Linked DNA regions of Arachis hypogaea: region 2 is linked to region 1. The links are chromatin contacts, called in public Hi-C maps. All regions are on one chromosome and are shown on one strand. The core of a region is the stretch at or near the end of the contact, and the rest is flanking DNA. Distances in the headings are between cores, read along the strand shown.

The links. A called contact is a pair of places that touch in the nucleus more often than the background predicts.
Region 2: a contact with region 1 is called in a Hi-C map of leaf, with 1.7 times the contacts expected there. The contact joins the enhancer-like site here to the promoter of LOC112728190 in region 1. A contact is called at or near these places in 2 of 8 Hi-C or Micro-C datasets (both in leaf).

What each region holds. Positions count from the first base shown.
Region 1 is chr12:109,657,966-109,662,979 of arahy.Tifrunner.gnm2.J5K5, forward strand. It overlaps LOC112728190, which reads right to left and starts at 3,510. Exons shown (of 6, transcript XM_025778234.2): 1 at 2,984-3,510; 2 at 2,696-2,803; 3 at 2,361-2,498; 4 at 2,177-2,237; 5 at 1,637-1,761; 6 at 978-1,256. The coding sequence starts at 3,361. The coding sequence ends at 1,197. It overlaps LOC112728191 (vesicle-associated protein 1-2), which reads left to right. Exons shown (of 8, transcript XM_025778236.2): 8 at 505-919. The coding sequence ends at 615.
Region 2 is chr12:109,725,911-109,730,866 of arahy.Tifrunner.gnm2.J5K5, forward strand. No RefSeq gene overlaps it. Among protein-coding and RNA genes, the nearest start is that of LOC112728192, 7.5 kb to the right of the region's middle. Within about 2 kb of position 2,196, at least 1 of the 3 cell types and tissues checked has open chromatin away from gene starts, as enhancers often do.

The DNA.
Region 1 (5,014 bases), core at 2,260-4,759:
CTAAACTTATTATTTTGGTCGTTAAATTTAATTATCTCCTTCGCCTATCCCACTATGCTTTGCCTGTTATTGAGTTACTTTCTATAAACTATAAAAATTAGATTCTGCCATGTAGACAAAAACAGCTAATGCTTGATTGTATTCATAGTTAACATCCAATCAAGTACTGATTCTTCTATCTTTTCACACCATCTTACTTCATCTACATGGAAAATTCTAGAGATTTGGAAATATATGCCAAAATGATGTGCATTTAGTTAATCTTATGGGTAACCCCACTACTTTATCTCATCCAGAAACATCATGGTTTTATAATTTCTATTAAGGATTCTGATTGCTGTCTTAGTTGTATTGCTTAGTTATCAATAGCACATATAAACAGTTGAGACAATTGGTGCCAAAGTTAATGATTGCATCATATTTTCATTATTGCAACTATTTAATCACAATTATATGATTGCTTAATGCAAAGCTATGGTTTGGTATGGAATCTTGTATTTGCAGGAACTTCTGAGGCGTTCTGCAAAGAGAGGTGGTGGTGGTATCCCATTTATATATGTAGTGCTTGTTGGCATTATTGGCATCATTTTGGGTTTCCTACTGAAGAGAACATGACCTACTATATGTTATTGCCAGCACCAAGAACATTGTGTGATATGAATGAAGAAAACGCCAATTAATGTAATGTTGTGTTGCAACTAGAAATTTGGGATTGTGATCTGGCATAGGTACTTGTATCGGCAAAAGCAACGGTTAGACAGTAGACAGGTTTAAGAAATTTGGAAATTTGTATAACAATCTTATGTGGCACAGATGATTGAATTTTATTTAGGTTTGCCATTTCTGTGATACTATTTTTGGTTTTCACAAAAATAAGGAAAAAGAAAAATGAGCAAGTGGTATTGTGATTCTAAACTAATATACTAGCCACTAGTGACTAGACCAAATTAGATGCTACTTTACCCACAGCTGTCAAGTTAACAAAATTAGAATATTTAAAAGTTAATATAGTTAGATAACTATATACATAATTTTCAAATACATAGAATTTGAAATATGTCAATTTCATCACTGACAATTGCTATTAGATGGAGAGTAACGTCATTATGTGTGACTCCGCACGAAATCAATACATTCAGAGTCTCTCTAGTGATGGCAAATTTATACAGTAATCTGTGAATTGCTATATGACAAAATTAAGACTCTCTAATCAAGTTGCATCGAACAGCAATCTTCCGGAAATCGTCAAGGGTTATCTGCAGCACAACAAATCATTCTTAAGTAGTTAATTACATATGGTCAAAATAGATGTCATTCTATAATATTTTAGCAATATCAAAATTCAAGTTGAAAATGGTCAAGTTCTAGAGCCTAGATGGTGATTGATGTTCTTCTTGATGTCCAACCAAAAACAAACGGCTAAATTACATCCTTGAGATTTGGTGAAATTAATCTTGACCTGCCTCTATTTGTTCATATACATATTAATCCTCCCCAAAAACTAAAAACCTTCCTTTAGGAGGTCAAGGCCTATTTTATTTAAAATAAAGGATCGGATTGAACTTAACCGAAATTCTAGAGGCAAGTGTAACTTTCCCAACACAAGAACAATTGAAAAATGCTATTTAATACTGACCCTTCCATCTCCATCACTATCAAAGCAACGAATCATATCGACCAATTCTTTGTCAGTCCAAGAGAAATCATGAGCTATGGCTGCTCTTTGTAGATCTCTCATTGATACAGTTCCTTTTCCTGCTTCTGCACGCCACAACTTCACTTGTCATTGTCAAGCACCAACACCTTGTGATGAGTTAAAAAACAGCAAAGAAAAAAGCTTTCTACTCTCATTTACACATAAGATTAGAACCTAGTCATAATAAAATAATTACATAAGCAAGATATTGCTTAATCTCATCCTAATCAATGTCAAATATGTGATACCTAAAACAGAAATATAGACTTACCATTTGAAGAAGGTATATACTATAGAGGCCAATCAATGCATACAAAAACATAGAGCATTAGAGCAAATTGCTCATGCGATAAACATTAATAATATAGAATTGTGATGGGCTAAAAATGGCTTCTTAGACTATATTGGAAAATTGAGAGCTTAATGAGGAAAAAAAAGAAATGGTTCCTTTTTTTTATGGATAACAGTAGAAGACATTACCATCAAGCTGGAAGAAGTGTACAATGAGTTCATCTTCAGTCATTTGCAGTCTACTAGCAAACTGTAGTCACAATCAAAATATTAACTAAAAGATATGTAAGTGAATCACTCCAATAATTCAAGTTAAAAAAATTATAAAGGAGATGAATTTTCTGAACAGATAAACGAATGACTCAATACAAACCGATTTCTTGTTCTTCTTTCTTTCTTTATCCTCTTGATTTTGAATATTCCTCTTTTTCTCAGACTTAGTAATGTTCTTCACTACATGTTTGAAAGAGGAATCTTCTACACCACTGTCTTGCAGGGAAAGAGCAATTGCCTATCCACAACTATAATATAGTTAGAGAAATGTTTGTTGCACTCGTTTATCGAAAACGCTAAACCAACTAATGTGGACTCCATTGAAATCTAATCAAATGAGAGATGAATCAACAAAGTGTCTCATGTAGGCTAAATTGTTTAGGATGTATATAACAAACAAAACAAAAACAAACATGATCTAAACATCAAAATTACCTGCCTCAAAGCTTCATCTTCATCATCACCATCAACGTACTCTGAATTCCTATTACAATGCTTCTTCCCAGACACTTTAGCTTTCATTTTTAAACCTTTGTCCTTCACCTGTTGCATAGGTATGAGGACAGTAATAAACATCATAATTGGGTAGCTTTATCTTAAATTGAACATTCTACCAACACCAACAACAAAACAAGTAACTCAATTTTGCAATTTTTGCCCCATTTCAACAACAGCAACCAGAAAAGGTTAAACCCTAAAATAACAAGGTTTTCAGTGAATTACCTTCCTTTTGCGCGATCCAGAAGCATTTCCGATCACAAATTCTTCATCTTTATCGTCCGAAGAATCTGATACTGGTTCTTCTGCATCATCATCGGGGATATACTCATCATCATCATCATCATGATCATCTAGTTCTTCTTCTTTGAGCTTCTCTTTCCCTTTTCTTTTCAACAAGGAAGCCGCCATTTTATGCAGACCTAGTGCCTCCAGCTTTGCGTTATTCTCCGCTATTCTCGATAGCCTCTGCTTCTCGTACTCCGAAACCGTCTTTGCGGTCGCGGCAACGGTGGTTTCTTCCGCCTCTTCCTCTTCCTCGCCGGAGCTTGAAGCTGAGCCATCGTCATCTGGATCAGAATCAGGTACATCGCGTCTTGACATTTTTCCTTTTTCCCTCCAATTAATCGAAAATTTCACGCTTTTCCCAATTCCACTTCCACGAGTTCGTGAATTGAAGCGCCACGCCGCCACACCCACACACTCGGAGTTTCGGCGGGTAACGTGGGATCAGCGCTGTCATTTTCCCCCTCATTTGTTTTGGTCTCATTAATTTGGGTCAACAATTGGGCCTATTGGGCCTAACAAATGTCAACTACGGAATTTTAAATTACTTTTTTTAAGGCCCAAAACACTCATGTAATCTATACCCATAAAAAAATCAATTTTAATTGATTTAAAACAAGTGTTGAGAGTTCGAAATTTTTTTTGTGCATGCAACAACCAATGTAGCAAACCTTTAAATAAAACTTCAACCTGCAATGAATTAGTCTTTAATCTATTGTGTTAAGAGATATTGTAAGAAAAAAAAAAAAACAAAGAATTCACTCCTGACTCCTGAATCTCCTCTTTTTTTTTTTTTACACGGCAAACTTCTTTGCTCCCATTCTCTGAATGCTTGTTAAGGGAAAAAATGGAATAAAATAAAAAATATTAAAAATCCAAATGTTAAAATTTTAGTCTTACATCATTTCAAATTAAATTTTAAAATTAAATCAACTCTTCTGTTTAATATAAACCAAAGTTTAGGAAGATTCAATATTAGTCAATCTACTACTTATAGATTGAGTAAGTTATTCTAAGAAGACTCGAATCCAAATTTTTGTAGAATGTATTCCAAACTTTTTACTTGAGTGGCGAGTCTACTAAAAAAAAAAAAAAAAAGTAAAACAACAACATAAAATATAATAAAATGGTGCATGATAAAATAAATATTTAAGGGTGAAATGAAATCATGCTGTTTTGACCTTTGAGTAGTAAATAATGTAGCATATCATACCTCATCGTTTTCTTGCATCAGAAGGTTGACGTCTGGATTAATACCAAACAAAATTTAACGTTTTGAGGACAAAATTGATGTCCCATCATAATAAGTCTTTCGAGAACTATACTATATATAGTTTGAAGCTTCACCCTTTGTATTTTAAGAAAATTCCATGTCTTGTATTCTTTTTGGTTTTTTTTCGTTAATTTAGCTTAACGACATACCATATCTAATATTACCATGTAAAAAGATATGTATGTGCAAATTATCCCGCTTTTATAAATCAAAATGTTTGTATAAGATTTTATGTTTTATTTGACTAAATCGTGTTCCTAACTTTTAATATTGACCCTACCCTGTTCCATAATTTGGTGGTTATGATAATGACTTCAATCAATACGACACTTGCGTCGTTATGAACCAACTAATATACTAGGATTTGGATCTTCTAAAGTTTGAAATTCACTTTAAAGAGTAAAGTGTGATCTCTCACTATTTATTTAATAGGTGGACCAATAATAAATATGAAAGAGAAATCATTCAATGGTAGAGGATCCAAACTTTATTCTCTGAAGTAAAATTCAAACTTTAGAGGATCTAAATCCAATATGACTAAACTGCCGGAAGTTTTTTTTAATATAGAAATGAAGATGATATTTTAGTTGAATATTAATATTTGAAATATATTATAATATTATGAAAATTATTCAACGCGATTTTTACGTGTTAATCAAGATGTTGCAATGTGTTCAACATGCAGGTATTGCTATGTG
Region 2 (4,956 bases), core at 946-3,445, 67 kb after region 1:
CGAAAATACCGATATTCCAGTTATTTTAATCGTTGATATAAATTATAAAAAATATATATAATATATTAATTGAAATCAACTATTAAAACAATTGAAATATCGATATTTTTCAGTACCCTTAAAATTTTTCCAATCTTGTGCACTAAAATTATTATCACTCAATTTCTAGATATAAAAGGTACATTCACAATCTTCTTCTTATCACTATAATGATTTTGATCATCATCGATACTAATACCAATATATAGATAAAAAAATCATAATTAATTACTAAAAGAGATAGTTTATCCTTTATTTAAAAAAAAGTAGAATAAAATTTATCTAAATATCAATTCAAACAGTTGGAATTTCGGGACTGTGAATCGATCTCTTGTTTCTTTCGTGTTTTTTTTTTTGGGCATCCTTTTCTGTTGTGACATAATAATAATAATAATAATAATAATAATAATAATAATAATAAAGGAGAAGAAGAAAAACAGATATTCGTTTTCTTACTAAAGTTCTTATCTACAATAGCACCTATTGTTAGTGTTGCAAGTGTGAGGAGTGTTGAAGTTAGTCCCACATCAAAGAAAGCATGGAAGAGTGAGGAGTTTATAAGATGAGAGACCCATTAACTTGACACCTTAAGGTTTTGAGTTAGATGTGGTGTCTTCTCATCTTATGTTCTCTCACTCGATTCCTCCCCGAAATCTCCCCGGTTGTCGAGAGCTCTCCACGTTCGACCCAACAAAGTGGTATCAGAGCCGATGGTTTAATCGGTCTGGTTTAAGGAGTATTCAAGGTGAAGCATCGAAAGTCTTCCCGGCAAAGGTGGTCCGGGCGGCGTGTCCCGCGGTGTTTTGCGGCGGTGTGATGGACGAATACTCGTGGTGGTGGAGGAGCTAGAAAGAGGGGGAGTTGATGCTTGATGTGAGGCTCACACTTGAGGGGGAGATTGTTAGTGTTGCAAGTGTGAGGAGTGTTGAAGTTAGTCCCACATCAAAGAAAGCATGGAAGAGTGAGGAGTTTATAAGATGAGAGACCCATTAACTTGACACCTTAAGGTTTTGAGTTAGATGTGGTGTCTTCTCATCTTATGTTCTCTCACTCGATTCCTCCCCGAATTCTCCCCGGTTGTCGAGAGCTCCCCACGGTTGGCCCAACACCTATAGCAACAATGCGCAGATTACTGGACACGTTGAAGTATCTATTTTTTTTGGATTTATTTAATGCCATAATGTTTGGACTTTAATTCCAAACCTGCGTCGTATTAGACCTGAAATTCATTCTAACTTATACACACGTTATTCAACGCTGAACTACTACTAGGCTAGCTAATTTCAGTTACCTACAACAATAATTAACAACTTATCTAACTATCATATGTGGACCTATGGATTGGACAACTGAACTATGCCTAATCCACATTATTATTATTATTATTATTATTATTATTATTATTATTATTATTATTATTATTATTATTATTATTTGTTTTTGTCAAACTCTAGTTTCTGTGCATGGAATTTGGAATCACAAGTAAGCTTTTATGATAGGATAATCACAAGGGAACAAAGAAGCAAATTAACACATTAGCTTTTAAGTGATGTGATATAAGGCATGGCTTAGATTTATAAGCAAGATTAAGATAAGTTTCTCATTGCCTCACCTAATCAGGCAAATAATAATAATAATAATAATAATAATAAAAAAATTTAAATAGGATTTTTTTAATCACCGTACCAGTTTTATTCTCTCCCATATTTACACATTTTTTAGGATAAAATATTGTTTTAGACCCTAGTTAATATTTAGATTAAAATTTATTTTGTTCTTAATATTTAAAATATTTTATTTTTATCTTAATAAATATTTTATTTTGTTTTATTTTATCATTTGGTTAAAATTATTTTTTGAAAATATCTTTTCTTTTATTATAATTTTTTGTAGGTAATGAAAAAATTGCAATTGTAGTCATTATAATAGTAATGATAGTGATCTATAAAAATAAAAAAAATAAATAGAAAATTGTAATTTTAAAAGAAAAATAATTTTGACCAAAAATAAAAATATAATAAAATAAAATATAAATAAGACAAAAATAGAATATTTAAATGTTAGAAATAAAATTAAAATTTAATAAAAATATTAAATACTAAAACAGAACCCTAGCCTACCTTTAACTACTGAACTGTAATTACTTTCGTGTTATTATCTATATTTTTAAAAAATTAATCAGCAAAGGCAAAAACGCAACTTGACGAATACTGGTCTCACAAGGTACTAGCACATAATTATAATTTAATTTTGTCTCCCAAGGCAACAGTTTCAATATGAATAAAATTGTACCTTCTGCCACCTAATCCTCTAACTTGGCTGGCTCCTTAGTCGTTGATGGCAAAATATGATATTTGAATACCTTACTGTAAGGTGTGTATAGGCATTTAACATAATTTAATAAAAAAGTTATGTATTAATTAAAATGAGAATTTATTACTAAAATTTAAGGGTGACCAAATAATCAATATCATGATGAGTAAGTAGTTTGTATTTAGGACTGGAAGTGAGTCGAGTCAGCTTAGGAACCAGTTTGAATTTGACTTGTTAATAGTTTGATAAGCAAAATTTGTGAGCTGGTACTAAGTCAAGTTTGATCCTGGAATTGTGCTCATAAATTAAATGAGTCGAACTTGAATTTGGATAAACTAAGCTCGTTAGTTCATGAGATGGCTCGATTATATATATATATATATATATATATATATATATATATATATATATATATATATATATATATATGATCTTAATTATTTAAAATTTAAAATTTATTTTTTATATATAATTTTATTGTAGGACATAAATAAAAAATTATAATTTATTGATAGATAAATAATATATAAAATTGATCTTTTTAAATATTTTTTAAAATATATAAATTATAATTTATTAATATAAAATTATAGATTATATTCCTATTATTTGAGCAAGATCGTGAGCTTTCCGCGAGTCGAACTTGAACTTAAGAAATAGACTTGATTGTTAATGAGTCGAGTCGTGAGTCAAGCTCAAATTTGTGAGTCGAACTTGAGCTTGGTCTAACTTGACTCAACTTAACTCACTTCCAGCCCTACTTGTATTATTAAGGCACTAGATTAATGTATAATACACCTGTTTAAATTGTAGTAAAAGTCTAAAACTACTCTTTTTAAATGTATATACCCACAAAAATAGACACATAAATAATTTTACTCTAAAGCATTATTTAATTAAAACTTTTTTTTTTAGTTTGTTTTAATCTTTGCATTGATATTTTTTTTTTAATTTGTCTTATGTTTTTTTTAGGAGATAATAATTATTGAACTTTAAACTTTACTGACATAAAAGTTCTGATACTAAATTATAATTTTTTTAAAAAAAAATTTAAACTAATAAAAAAATATATAAATACTTATATCTTTAATAAAAATATCCAAATATGTCTATAAATAAAACTAGGAGATTCTTAAAATATATAATATTATTTTAAAATCCAAAAAATAGTGAATTAAATCCAGTGCAACAAAATACTAACTTACTTTTGAATGGCATGATTATTATTTTTAGAAATAAAATGTATATTTAAAGAGATGTAAAAGAAATGTGTCAAATCATGAAGTAGCTAGAATACAAACAAGTGACTCAACATCCCCTAATAATCTTACCAAAACATTTCAACCATTTATTAGCTTTTCTTTTGTGTCATAGTACGTATGCTAATATCACTTTGTTTTGTAACGCCAATCAAACATTAAGATAGTGACATAGGAACGCATGCTCTACATTAATAAGCCAAGGCCTAAAAATATTTTATATTCAAGTACCAATACCATCCTTTAAATTATGCAGCCAAATTTCTCTTACTTAAAAGGTTAAAAAGGAAAAATAAAAAATAAAGAAAAGAAAAGAAACAATGATAAATTAAAGAAACCACCTCCGTTCTTCCCTACCTTTAAGTTATCACTGTTAATTATTAATTAGTAATTATTTAATAATAATAATAAGTTTGGCCTAAGGTTGAAGGATGGTCCTGAGCTAATTTTTTTTATATGGGTAATTTTAATATAAAATATAAAAATATTTAATTATTTTAGTATTTTATATTATTACGATAATAATACAAAATGAGGAGTATCAAGGCCAACAATTTTTGTGATTTGTAGTCATCAAATAGTCATCAATGATGATTTTAATGGTGTATGATTTTATTCAATGACTCACTTTTCTTTACTAATTACATGCTGGACAAAATTTAATAAATTTTGCTGGTTACATGCTGGCCCCTAGACTTTTCCATACAGAATATCATTGATATTTTATAAAAAAAAATATATTTTTAATTATAAAAAATAAAATATCACTGATATTTTATAAAAATAATATTTTTTTCAATAATATTTATAAAAAATCATAAAACTTATAACACATAATTTAAGTTATTTTTGAAAAAATTCACTCGTAATAATCTAATATTAAAAAAAAATATGGTGGTCCTGCTGTGACTCCATTTTCTATATTTTGTTTGTGGGACAGTGTTGCCATCACAGGACCACTGGCATGCTTTGCATTTTGCAATCAAGATGAGTTATCCATAGTCTATTTTGTTGCCCTTAGTTTAATTATTTGTAACATGCATTTAAAAGCTAGTAATGCACCTAATACAAATACTATCTTGTGTTAGATTATGCATTAAAATAAAACATAATTTAATCATTATATATATATATATATATATATATATATATATATATATATATATATATATATATATATAGAGTGATAATCTTTTCCTCAGCTAGCATAGTACTACTCTAGTATGATTTCTTCTATTGTCCATGGAGCTGACGTGTTTAGCATTCCTTTTTTCTTTTTACTAAATAAAATATTGTTTTTTATTATTTAGATAAATATTAAATCTCTATTTTATCATGTCTTATA